2 separate regions of the Triticum aestivum genome follow, and region 2 is linked to region 1. Evidence: chromatin contacts called from public HiCAR-type data. All regions are on one chromosome and are shown on one strand. The core of a region is the stretch at or near the end of the contact, and the rest is flanking DNA. Distances in the headings are between cores, read along the strand shown.

What was found. HiCAR-type assays count read pairs that join an accessible place to other places.
Region 2: a HiCAR-type map of leaf shows a contact between it and region 1, with 9 times the contacts expected there. The contact joins the promoter of LOC123060662 here to the promoter of LOC123058125 in region 1. A contact is called at or near these places in 2 of 5 Hi-C or Micro-C datasets (both in leaf) and 1 of 1 datasets of contacts at active chromatin or transcription factors (leaf).

The regions. Positions count from the first base shown.
Region 1 is chr3A:129,825,372-129,831,341 of IWGSC CS RefSeq v2.1, reverse strand. LOC123058125 (RING-H2 finger protein ATL74) reads left to right here and starts at 3,792. Exons shown (of 1, transcript XM_044480948.1): 1 at 3,792-4,876. The coding sequence starts at 3,970. The coding sequence ends at 4,626.
Region 2 is chr3A:130,706,923-130,712,756 of IWGSC CS RefSeq v2.1, reverse strand. It overlaps LOC123060662 (GDSL esterase/lipase At5g45920), which reads left to right and starts at 3,944. Exons shown (of 5, transcript XM_044483462.1): 1 at 3,944-4,310; 2 at 4,393-4,617; 3 at 4,694-4,761; 4 at 5,319-5,486. The coding sequence starts at 4,212. LOC123060663 (aarF domain-containing protein kinase 1) reads left to right here. Exons shown (of 16, transcript XM_044483464.1): 9 at 1-13; 10 at 284-331; 11 at 771-891; 12 at 1,034-1,214; 13 at 2,260-2,397; 14 at 2,488-2,600; 15 at 2,732-2,800; 16 at 2,900-3,439. The coding sequence ends at 3,018.

The sequences.
Region 1 (5,970 bases), core at 2,543-5,042:
TGCTTCATCACGGACGATCCGGTCGCCGATGACTACTTCCCCGACGACGACTTCTTCCCCGACGTCCACGACCTCCTCGACAACATGCCAAGCGAGGACACCGACCCCAAGTCCAGCACTTCTGCTGCTGCTGTCCCGTACGTGTTCTTGTCTTTCCTGTTAAAGGTTCTACCACAGTTCCTTGTTCTGGTCCTTGTCCTACACATGTCAGGTTCTACTTCATATATGTACTTGCTATACTATCTGCTTTAGATATGATAGGCTACGATTCATATATGCAGAAGCTATTTACCTTCCCTCTGTCAGAACGCATGACTTGTTTTATCTCTTCTATATTAGTCATGCTTTATCTAGTATTTCTGTTAATAAAATCATTTGGTAAATTGCTCATATTTCCAACAGTGTGCAGGGAGCTGGTACTGGGACGACCCAGCAACAGTGTGGCATCGTCGTGCTGACATCACACATGTTTTTTCTCTTTTGATTTTTTATTCACGTTTTCGTAAGAAAAATTACGTTTTGTCTGTTATTTATATTTTGAAATATTCTAAATATATATATCATAAAAAATACTTCACCTAATTTTTAAAAAACCGTTAATCATGCATTTGAAAAATATTAAATATGTATGAAAAATGTCTCTAATGTATATGGAAAATAAATAATGTGAATGAAAAATAGTAGAAAATGTAAATTGTGAAGCAATAAAGATAAACAGGAACAATCCTTCAACTTTTTGATCCATCTCAGGGGCTCATTTTCCTTCCGTAACCCTAGGTGACTAGGGAAAACTCTTCTCTCCAAACTTCATCGGTGAGTCCGTGTATTCGCCTCCCCTATCCCTGCCACTTTGGTAGCCGGCAGCCGGGAAGGGAATTCCGGTGCCACCGCTCCGGTTAATAATTTAGGTTAGGGTTTTTTAGTCCTCGCAATGTGGTGCTCAGGCAGATGGCGGCACTAGTTCTTCGTGTTTGTCTTTCGGGCTCCGATTCTCCTTGAGTATGTCTGTGTGGACGTAGTCGATGGAGCTCCAACATACTTCCTTTGTCCCAAAATATAAGAACATTGTTGATACTATGCTAGGTGTTAAAATTGTTCTTATATTTTGGGACGGAGGGAGTAGATCCCTACCGTCTCTTAGGACAGTGAGGTTAGGGTTTCTCGTCTTTGTGGCGAGATTTGGTGTCAGGTGTTTCTGATCAATGCAAGGGTTCAACAGCATTGACTGTGGTTCTAAGGCGCCGGTCCTTATGGGCACGTGCACGAAGACTTTTCGGTTGTCATCGACCAGGTCAAGTCGGCTCCCATAGGGGAGCAAGGACAACAACACATCAGCGGCTTGTTCTAGCAGCAGTATTAGTTGTTTGGGGGTCTTGGAATCTTGGTGTATTTTTTATTATATTCGAGATGCTTTGTAGTTCCGCCGAACTTTGATAATAGATCTGGACCATTTTCGCAAAAAAGTAGAAACTCTTAATCATGTATGCGGAAAATGGTAAGCATGTGTACAAGAAATGTTTGTGACATTTAAAAAATATGATGACTTGCAAAAATAAAATGCATATGACATTTAAGAAAATGCTATACATTATAAAACTTTATTGTAATTCAAACATGTCACATACATTCCAAAAAAATGTATGTTACATTTTAAAAACTATTCACTTGTTTCAAAAATGTGTTCATGACATTTTTCATACAGATGTTTGTACATGTAAAAAAATCTTGCATAGCTCCAAAAAATGTTTTTTATCATACAAAAAATGATGCCATGTGTATTTGAAAAATGTTTAACATGTATTTGAAAAAGGTTCAAACATGTTTTTGTAGAATGTTAATCATGTACTCCCTCCGTTCCGAAATAGAAGTCTTTTTAAATATTTCAAATGGCCTACAACATACAGATGTATGTAGACATATTTTAGTGTAGATTCACTCATTTTGCTCCGTATGTAGTCACCTATTGGAACCTCTAGAAAGACTTATATTTTGGAATAGAGGGAGTACTTCGTAAATGTTCAATGTGTATAGAAAAAGTTTTATATGCATAGAAAAATATGCAAAGGGTATGGAAAATTAGACACCATGCATATTTTTTAAAATGTTAACAAGTATTGTTTTTAAAAAGTCAATGTGTATGACAAAAAGAAAATTGTACGATGCATATGAAAAATGTAGACATGTGTTGAAACAATAACCCCGAAGAAAACCAAAGAAAGAAAAAAATAAAAAATAAAAACGCAATAAAAAACCCAAAGAAAAAACAAAATAAAAACCAAGGGCGAAAAAGGAACACAAAAAAACATGGTACAGTAAAGGGCCGGGCTATTAGAGCGCCCGACAGAGGCGAGACATAACTCTGCCTTGCAACGGGTGATATATAGCCCTGGTGCTTGAGTTGTTACGCCCAGCCCAGCCCATGGAAGTTCCAACTATGCCTGTTCCAGTAAAAAATTATCGCTTTCAAAGTAGAGTTGCACATTGTTTAGCAACATTTGGACGGAATGGGGATAGCACTACGTGCTGGCTAAACCACCTTCCTCTGTGTGTCAGTGAGCTAGTCGCTGAAGATTGTAATTTTATAATCTTGGAATAAATACCCTATGATTCTTGCCACATGTGACTTTTTTCTTGGAAGTTTACGTAAGAGGGGTTCATAGCTTTACGTGGATGTAGGATTATCACTTTGCTTGTCGTGGCAGTCGTTTTGCTGCATCGTTCCGGCTCTTTTTGGTTTGAAGAAATTTCCATGCTCAGCTTTATTCCATTTGCAGAAATTTTCACACTCAAACCCGAATGGTCTTCAAGAAATTTATGTGTGTTTAAAGTTCTTGGGTCCAGTATGTGTGGCAGACGTGATGAGCAACATCAAAACATTAAAAAAAACATTTTTTTGGTTACGCAGATGCTCATACCTACCCATATGAGCACTTTCAAGAGATTAAGCCGGCACATCATCTTAATATTAAAAAAAATCATCAGAGACGCTTTTGTAGTTGTCGGAAATGTCTATTTCCACTGAACGCACATCGCCGAATGCCTTGAAATAAATTCAGAAAAATACGAGAGCACTAGTGTCAAGTCTTAACCATCCAACCACGGGTGAACTAGGGATACCACTGTTCTCCTATAACCAACAAATCACATATTGGCGAACCAACCTGTGGTTGAGATGGTTAGGTGGACAGTGGTATCCCCAACCCATCAGAGTTCAAATCCTGGTGCTCGCATTATTTCTGGATTTATTTCAGGATTTCCGGCGATGCGCTTTCAGTGGGAGGAGACGTTCCCGTCGACGACGAGGCGCCTACGGTGACTTCGTAAATCTCAAGATAATATGCCGGCTCAGTCTCTCGGAGGTGCTCATAGGGGTAGGGTGTGCGTGTGTTCGTTCATAAGAATGAGTGTATGCGCGTGTATATGAGCGCTTGTGTTACTGATGCTCAACACATATTGGTTCTTTGGTCGGGTTTGCAAAGTCAACGTTTTTATCTTGGTTGTTCAGTTCCTCGAAGTTTCGTCTTGCCTTCGCCTGTACACTTCCTATTACAAATTTACACGACAGAAAAGTCTTGTGTGGACCGAAAGCTCAGGTAAACGTACTCAAACCACGCTGATCAAGCCCACATCTCCCAGACCTGAGTACCTGACCATGACCAATGAGCAATATGCGTGTGATCTGCAATTGTTTTCTCGTCACCCCACATGTCAGCCTCGTAATTCTTTTTTTTTTTTTGAGGATTGTCAGCCTCGTAATTCTTTGTTTTTTGAAAGTGCCTCGTAATTCTATTGTATACGTGACAATGACACCACTCGTTGAACCGAGCAGCGTCTTCTCTTGCCCAAGCTAATTAAGCTGTGAGAGAACACACATGCAGTTGAGTGCTGCTAAACCTGACATTGCCTTCTTCTCTTTCTTCCATCTCTTTTTTCAGTCTGGGAGTCCTGCTAAGCTTGTCGATCAGTGCCATGTCAGGGAGCACCATGGCTGGCGCGCCGGCCACGCCGGAAGGCGCCGGGGATCCGTACGAGCGGCAGCTGAACTACAGCTTCACTGGGCGCGTCGCGCTCACCGTCGTCTTCGTCCTCTTCGGGCTCACCGTCGCCATCGTCGTCATGCGCGTCCTGCTGTACGTGCTGGTGTATCGCTCTGGCCGAGGCGGAGGCCGCGGCAGCGGCGGCCTGGCCGCTGGCATCTTCCGGTCCATCAACTCGTTCGGAAGGATCGGCAGCCGGCGGCACGGGCTGGACGCGTCCGCGCTCTCCGCGCTGCCGGTCACCGTGCACCGGAAGGAGGCCGGCTCCACCAGCGCCGCTGGGGCCGACTGCGCCGTGTGCCTGTCGGAGCTCGCGGACGGAGACGCGGTGCGGCAGCTGCCGAACTGTGGGCACGTATTCCACGTGGAGTGCGTCGACGCATGGCTGCGCACCAGGACGACGTGCCCTCTCTGCCGGACGGAGGCGGAGCTGTCCCAGGGCCGGGGGGACGGCAAGGCGGAGGCGGCTGCGCAGTCGTCGTCGTCGGGCACGGAGCCGCCGCAACCGACGTTGCTTGGTGCAGGAGGAACCTTGATAGTGACCGTACAAGGTGGCTTCACGGATACCCAGAGAGACGTGCGCGGGTAAGCATCGGCGGCAGGTAGTCAATCGGCATCTCCCTTTGCCTAGCTATATAATCCAGGCATCCAGCCTCGAGGGGGACCGGAAACAAGTGTACAGTGTAACATACTACTCTATGTAGAACTAGAGACTGATTGTTCCTTCATCGCATACTAGTATAGTAAGTATGTAAAGTTTTTGTAAGAGCATCAGGTTGCAAATTTGAGTCCACAAATGTCCGCGGGCGTGCCCACAGATATTGACCGGACCGGTCTCAAATTTTACCATTTACAATTATATATGTTATTTTTAAAACATCTATTATATGCAGGGCCAATCACGACGATCATCCCGTCCATCTTGGGCCAGCTGAGATGTCAAAACACACCGAAAATTGCCCATACTTAAGTTTTTCACACCCGGTCTCATCTTGCCTCGTGACGAGCTAGTTGACCGATTTAAATAGCACGATCATCCAAAAGCGATAAGCTTCTAACATCATTGCATCATTTTCTAGATGGTACGTCACAGTAATTGCCCCGAAGTTGCCATAAATTATCCACCGTGTCATCCGTAAGGGAGGAAAAATGGTTCATTTTTATCTCAAAATACTGGTCGGGTTCCGCTGTTCTTATATACTGATACACTCACATAACATAAGCACCCGAGGAGCGCAATGGATAGGACCTCCACCCTCTTGATGGGAGACCCGGGTTTGATCCTGGTTCCTACCCCCTTTCTCTCCTTTTTTTCTCCTTCTCTCAGCAAGCGCGCCTCCTCCTCCCGCACGCTGTAATCAGCCGGCCCATTTGCAGGTCGTAGCACCCTTGTTACCTATTTTGCTTTTTGATTTTTACTTTCTCATTTTTATTTTAGTTTTTCCTTCTTCAAATTAATTCGGGATTTTCAAAAGAACCAAATTTCAAAAACTTGTGAGTTTTTTTAAAAATATTAAGAAACAATAAACTGTTTGTGAATTCAAATAACATTCGGAATATCATAAAATGATCACGATTTTAAAAAATCGTTCGCATATTATTAAAAAACACGATTTCAAATAAATGATCGTGAAATGAAAAATGTTCATGATTTTTTTTAAATATCAAGTATTCAAAACATATTTGAGAATTTTTCAAAAATGTACACAAAAACTAAAACATATTCGTAAATAATGAAAAAAATGAACCATTGCTAACGTACAAGTTTTATTAGGGATATGTAGAGGTTGTTTTATGGTTTTATTTAGTCCCTCACATCGGGTAAAAAAATGTTTCCATCTCCTGTACAATGCTGAGCCCCAAAAAATTGACACGACTTCCTATGGGTTAGTTTTTATAAGCTATATAGAAATGACTGAATTTCTATTTTTCC
Region 2 (5,834 bases), core at 2,695-5,194, 880 kb before region 1:
TACCGGCCACAAGGTAAATGTTTTTTTTAAAGGACAAGGTAAATGATTACTCCTTGGCTGAATCTTACAGGCTGTTTTGGGGCTTAATTTACAAATCATTGGATAACGTCTATTGTTTGTGAATAATCCTTGAACTAAATGGAAGATACTGGGAAGAAAAATGGGGGATTCATCCAAACATAAGAGAGAGGAGGAGAGCATTATCTCTAGTTAATGGAATATCTGAAGTGGCTAATAATGGAGGAGTACATTCACATAACCTCTTGTGTTACTGTTGTGACAGGTTGATGACTTGGACTTCCTAAGGAAGGCAGATATCAGCCCAACAAAGGTTTTCTTAAGACTCACACCTAAAATGGATGTATCTATTGTCCAAGTAATTTTTTTTTTGCGCACATGCTTTGACAATAACTAGAAGCAAACTTCAGACACACATAGAAGCAAACTTCAGACACACACACACACACCACCAACAAAAAGTGTGCCTCGAGTTCGATAGTTCTCATGTATCATCATTTTTGTTTACTATGCTTTGTATGCCATTCTTGTACCCCTGTATAGTTGACACTTATTATTGGTTATAAAATTCACTAACAAGGAATTATATAAACAAGATTATATTTCCTAAAGGATGCAAAAAATGGTTCTTCTAATCTATTTTGCTCACCCCTTCATGTTCATTTATTTGATGTTGTGCATGATATGAATTTTTCTCACTGACCTGCTATTTTGTACGTGTGTGTTCTCTTACCTCTATATGTACCTTCCAGGTAGCTAAAGCATTAATCGAACTGTTTGGTGAAATGATATTTATACATGGTTTTGTTCATGGTGATCCTCATCCTGGAAACATATTGGTTTCTCCTCGAGGCCAAGGGAGATTTTCATTAGGTGCTCCTTTTGTTTTGTGACATGATATTTTCTGCTTGTCTATATTCATTATATCATAATGGCTGGGTTTATTCAGCTCTTCCTATTTGACAGAATGAACTTGTATTGCTTTTAATTGGTAAAATGGTGCATACTTTTACAGTTTTGTTGGATCATGGCATTTATAAAGAATTGGACCCAAAGTTTAGACTGGACTATTGTAAGCTGTGGAAAGCATTGATATCGCTGGATGTGCCAAAAATTCTGGAGTTAGGTGAACAGTTTGGTGTCGGAAAATATGCAAAGTACTTCCCTTTAATATTCACTGGAAGGACTATATACAGGTAAACCTTTTTTCACTTCCACCACAATGCTCAAATATTGCAATGTTCTGTGGACTTTTCATTATGGGGCAAAAAACATGAGAAAAGTCATGTTCAACGTTAATAGGGAAATTCTTATAATACACTAATTTTCTTAAGCAACGGATGCATATAAGTCCACACTCGAAAAGTTAGGAAATTATTTCTGATCAGGTAGCTCATACAAAGACATTAAGTTTTTTTTATGGCAACCTAGAATAGACAACTTAAAAATGAACACCAGGCTTTTTATTTATTTACGTCAGCCATGCATTGGTTTCATATTTTCTTAGTACTTCTGCCATGCATTAGTTCGTATTGCTAGACTTCAGCCATGATTTTGTTACATACGCTTAGTACATCAGCCATGCATTGAGTAAAGCCAGCTTGGTGTTTCTCATTTCTCGAGAAAATGCAAAAAATGTGGCGCCTCATTATATTGGTAGAGCTGGAAGAAAGTAATGTGCCATCCCAAGTGGGTGAGAGAGAACCAGAAAAAGGCCCTAGCTAACCATTGGGCAAGAGCAGTGGCAACTGCTTTCCACTTCTCATAACCCAATGCATTGCGCTGGATTTGATCGCCCCGAGGAACAAACCAAGCTTGGTATCTATTCTATACCGTAAATTTTAATACATATCCATGTTCTGCTTTACATCAATTCTAAAGTTCAATGATTACCATAGTAATAACTAGAGTCAGGAGAACCCTCGTGACATGCTTATTTTAGGCACAATACAGTTGCTGACTGGATAATCTTGATGTGCGAGCCACCAATGACCACAGGGACAGCAAAGTTTAGCTAATAGCTTCGGTTCTCTCATGGTGAGTCCCACTTGCAGGTGTGGGCTAAGTAGTAAAGTCTAACCTTTCCAAGAGAGTCAATTTAAGTGCTAGAATCTCATCGCTTAAACATATTTATTGTATTAAGCTCAGTTCTTACAGTTTTACTTTATGGGCTAGGCAGTGACGTGCAACAAGTTACTTATTAAACAGCCTTTCATGTCTAACTGTTGTAATGCTCACCAGCAAATCAGCTCTTGGAACACAAGTATCTGGTGAAGAGAAGACACGTATAAAGCAAGACTTGAGCTCTCTTGGAATGGATGATATATCTTCATTTATGGAATCCTTGCCGCCTGACTTTCTGGTCATACTTCGAACAGAGTAAGGAAAATCTTTGTAGAGCACATAACCTTGCTACTATTTTCTCACTCATTTTTGTTGTTTGTAATGTTATTTGTGATCTCAATTCAGTGGACTATTGAGGTCCATTTTAGGGAATCTAGGGGCCCCACGTCATGTTCGACTTCTTGCTTATGCAAAGTGTGCCATATATGGCCATGAGGAACAGTCCAGATTGGAGTCTGGTATGTCTCAGTCAACTTTCCATGCTTATCAAAACTGGTTGAGCCATTGGCTCTTGCCAACATCCTAGTTAGTCTTTTTTTGTTTGCGGGGAGATCCTAGTTAGTCCGATATTCTGATTTCTCTAATATAGGTGCAATCAACCGTCTATCGTTGCGAGTCAAAACAAGCATCAGCTATCTCCATCTGAGGATACTCATTGGTAATGTACAACACCGCCGCCCCACCCTACATCCACCTGATGTTACCAGTTTGCCTACCACATGCTAATCTGCTCTGACCTAGAAAATCCTACTTTCAGAACTAGCGAGGTTGTTGGTGCAGTTTATTGACTACAAGCATAAGATCAAGGACAAATTGAGTTGGATGCTCCTGAAGATAAGTCGAGATGTTTTGGGTTGGTACAAACCTCTGATGTGATGTCCTGCAGCTGAACAAGTTTGGCAAATGGGGGGCAGGAAGCAGGTCGTGCACGTCTGAAGGGAACTCGCAGCTGGATTCAGCAAATTGTACAATTACTACCTCCATACCAAAATATAAGACGTTCTTGTAGGCTAAATACGGAGGTAATAGATGGCTGGACGCTGATGCTACTAAGTTTGTGTTGACTTCTACTTTTATGTACATGTGGTCCACATATATACTCTGCTAGAAATTTAGATGTTTATCAGGAGTAGTACCCTGTGTCAGTGTCACCCTTTTTTTTTCTGCGGGGGAGTGTCACAGAGAGAATTCACATGTCCCTCAAGAAAAAAAAAGAATTCACATGCACGTACAGTCTACCTGTTATGTTTGACTCGGAGTGGTAAGTATCATGTCAGTGATTATTGTTACCTCAAAATTTTTATTGTTTTTAAATTTATTTTCCGCAAGGCACGACTTCCACATATGTTATTCCATGATGAAGCTCTGCAAGCATTTGAATATTCATCAATGTTTGCCAAAATAAAATAAGATTTATTTTATTTTATTTTTTGGATTTTACTTTTCATCCGAGCTCATATGAGCTCAAGCTGAGATAGGCCGCGTCCGCGTCCTGTATTTTGATAATTTAACCTTAAAACTGCTCTCTCTCTCTCTTGATCCATTCATTTTTCTTTCAGCGAACTCTCCATATCACACGCGCGTGGCGACATCCGACATGGCTGTTTAGCCATCTTTTTCTTTTTCTTTTTGAGGCTGTTTAGCCATCGGTGGGAGGACGATATTTGCTCAAATCCATTCTATGTTCACGGGCCTCAAATTCTGGGCTTTTCGTCCGGTCAGCCAGTCATCGGCCCAACGACACACCGGGAGAGCTCAACAGACGGTTGGCCAGACCCTAAAAAAAAAGGGGGGAAGACGGCTGGCCGGAACCTGCTCGCTCGTCGGGACTCGGAAGTACCGAAGAATCCTCGCCGCTTGCCGATCAAAGTCGCGACGAGCTCACCTAATAATATTCCACCTCTCCCTGGAGGCCACCCAACAACCTACCACATGGCCATGGCCGTATAATACTCCACTGCAGAAGCGAGGCGCTCGTGAAGGCGACGTGACATCCGGGGTAGCCACCAGCCAGCAAGCCCAGTCCAGCGGCCGATCCGTGATCCGTGTTGGAGGGAGGAGGGGACAAGATGCGGCCGCGGCTGGTGCTCTTCGGCGACTCGATCACCGAGCAGTCCTTTGCCCCCGGCGGCTGGGGCGCCGCCCTCGCGGAGCAGTTCGCGAGGCAGGTACGTCCGCAGCGCCCCTCCCCCTCGCCGGTCGCGCCGCCGCCGCCGCTACGCGTGACGTCGGGTTTTTGCTGATGATTAGGCGGATGTGGTGCTGCGCGGCCTCAGCGGGTACAACACGCGCTGGGCGCTGAAGGTGCTGGACAGAGCCATGGAGGGGGCGGCCGACGGAGGCGCGGACCCGGCGGCGGTGACGGTCTTCTTCGGCGCCAACGACGCCACCCTGCCCGACCAGGTGCAGGCGCACCAGCACGTGCCGCTCGGGGAGTACAAGGACAACCTACGCGCCATCTCTGCGTACTTCAAGGTTGCGGTCCTGGAACAGGAATGCTGCTCAAGCTGATTTGCTTCTTCAGCTACTCATCTGTGGTTTGGTTTTGCAGAATAAGTGGCCCTCCGCCGCCGTCATACTCATCACCCCTCCGCCGATCCACGAGCCGGCGAGGATTCGGTAACTGATAGCCCCCTCACCTTGCCGATATCATACTTTTACTGCTTTATTGGTGGTCAGGTCAACCAGGATCCACTGGATATCCTTATGGGTTTCCTTATGTTGATTCCCTTGTGGCTTATGGGTTTACCTTTGCTGTATTCCCTTGTGGGTTTCCTTTTTCTATATTCCATATACCATTGTGGATGCGGGCAGTCACTTGTGTTTGCAGTGATTTATGTCAATCAAAACTGTTTATCTCAACCACAATGTTAAGAAATTGGGCTGAACTTACTAAGTGTACACAGTGTGTGTTTAGTATTCGGCCTATGTGCATCTATTTAACAAGTTCATTAGGTTTAGTTCCTTGTGTGTTCCCTGTATTTTCAATCGAAATTGCGACAATTTCAACAGTGTGGAGTGTGCTATTGGGCTTTGTATATATCCTGTTATCCAGTTGCCAGGTGGTGGCCTGTGGTCTGGCCTGGAGATTTCTTCCAAGCAAATTATATAAATTGTACCTTTTGGCAAAGCAGATTCGCATGCAAACCACACTTATTCCATATCTTTCCATGCAGAGACATATATGGAGATAATGACCCTTCAAGACAGCCTGAAAGAACCAATGAAGCTGCTGGCACTTATGCACAGGCGTGCATAGCTGTTGCTAAAGAATTGGGTCATCCAGTTATAGACATCTGGACGCAGATACAGCAATTTCCTGATTGGCAAACGTCTGCATTAAGGTACAAATCTCCTTCCAAATTGTAGGCAAAGGTAGATCATGCAAATCTGTTTGAAGAACTCTTATACCTAATGTTGACGGTGCAAAGGCTTAATAATTGCGAGATTATTCATTCTATGAGCTGCTTTCTTTGCTGGTTATGAAAATGGCCAGATAAGATAAAAATGGTTTTCTACTTCTGTTGAATGTTAAAAAAATAGGTGTAAATCCTCGGGCAGACTGTTGCTCAGAATTTGCCTAACATTTTCTATCAAAAACAATGCAATTAAGTGAGGAACTTGTTTATCATGTGCAGTGCACCCCAGACCAGAATTCACCATTTTGGCTGTTGGCTATAATTTTAGGCCAC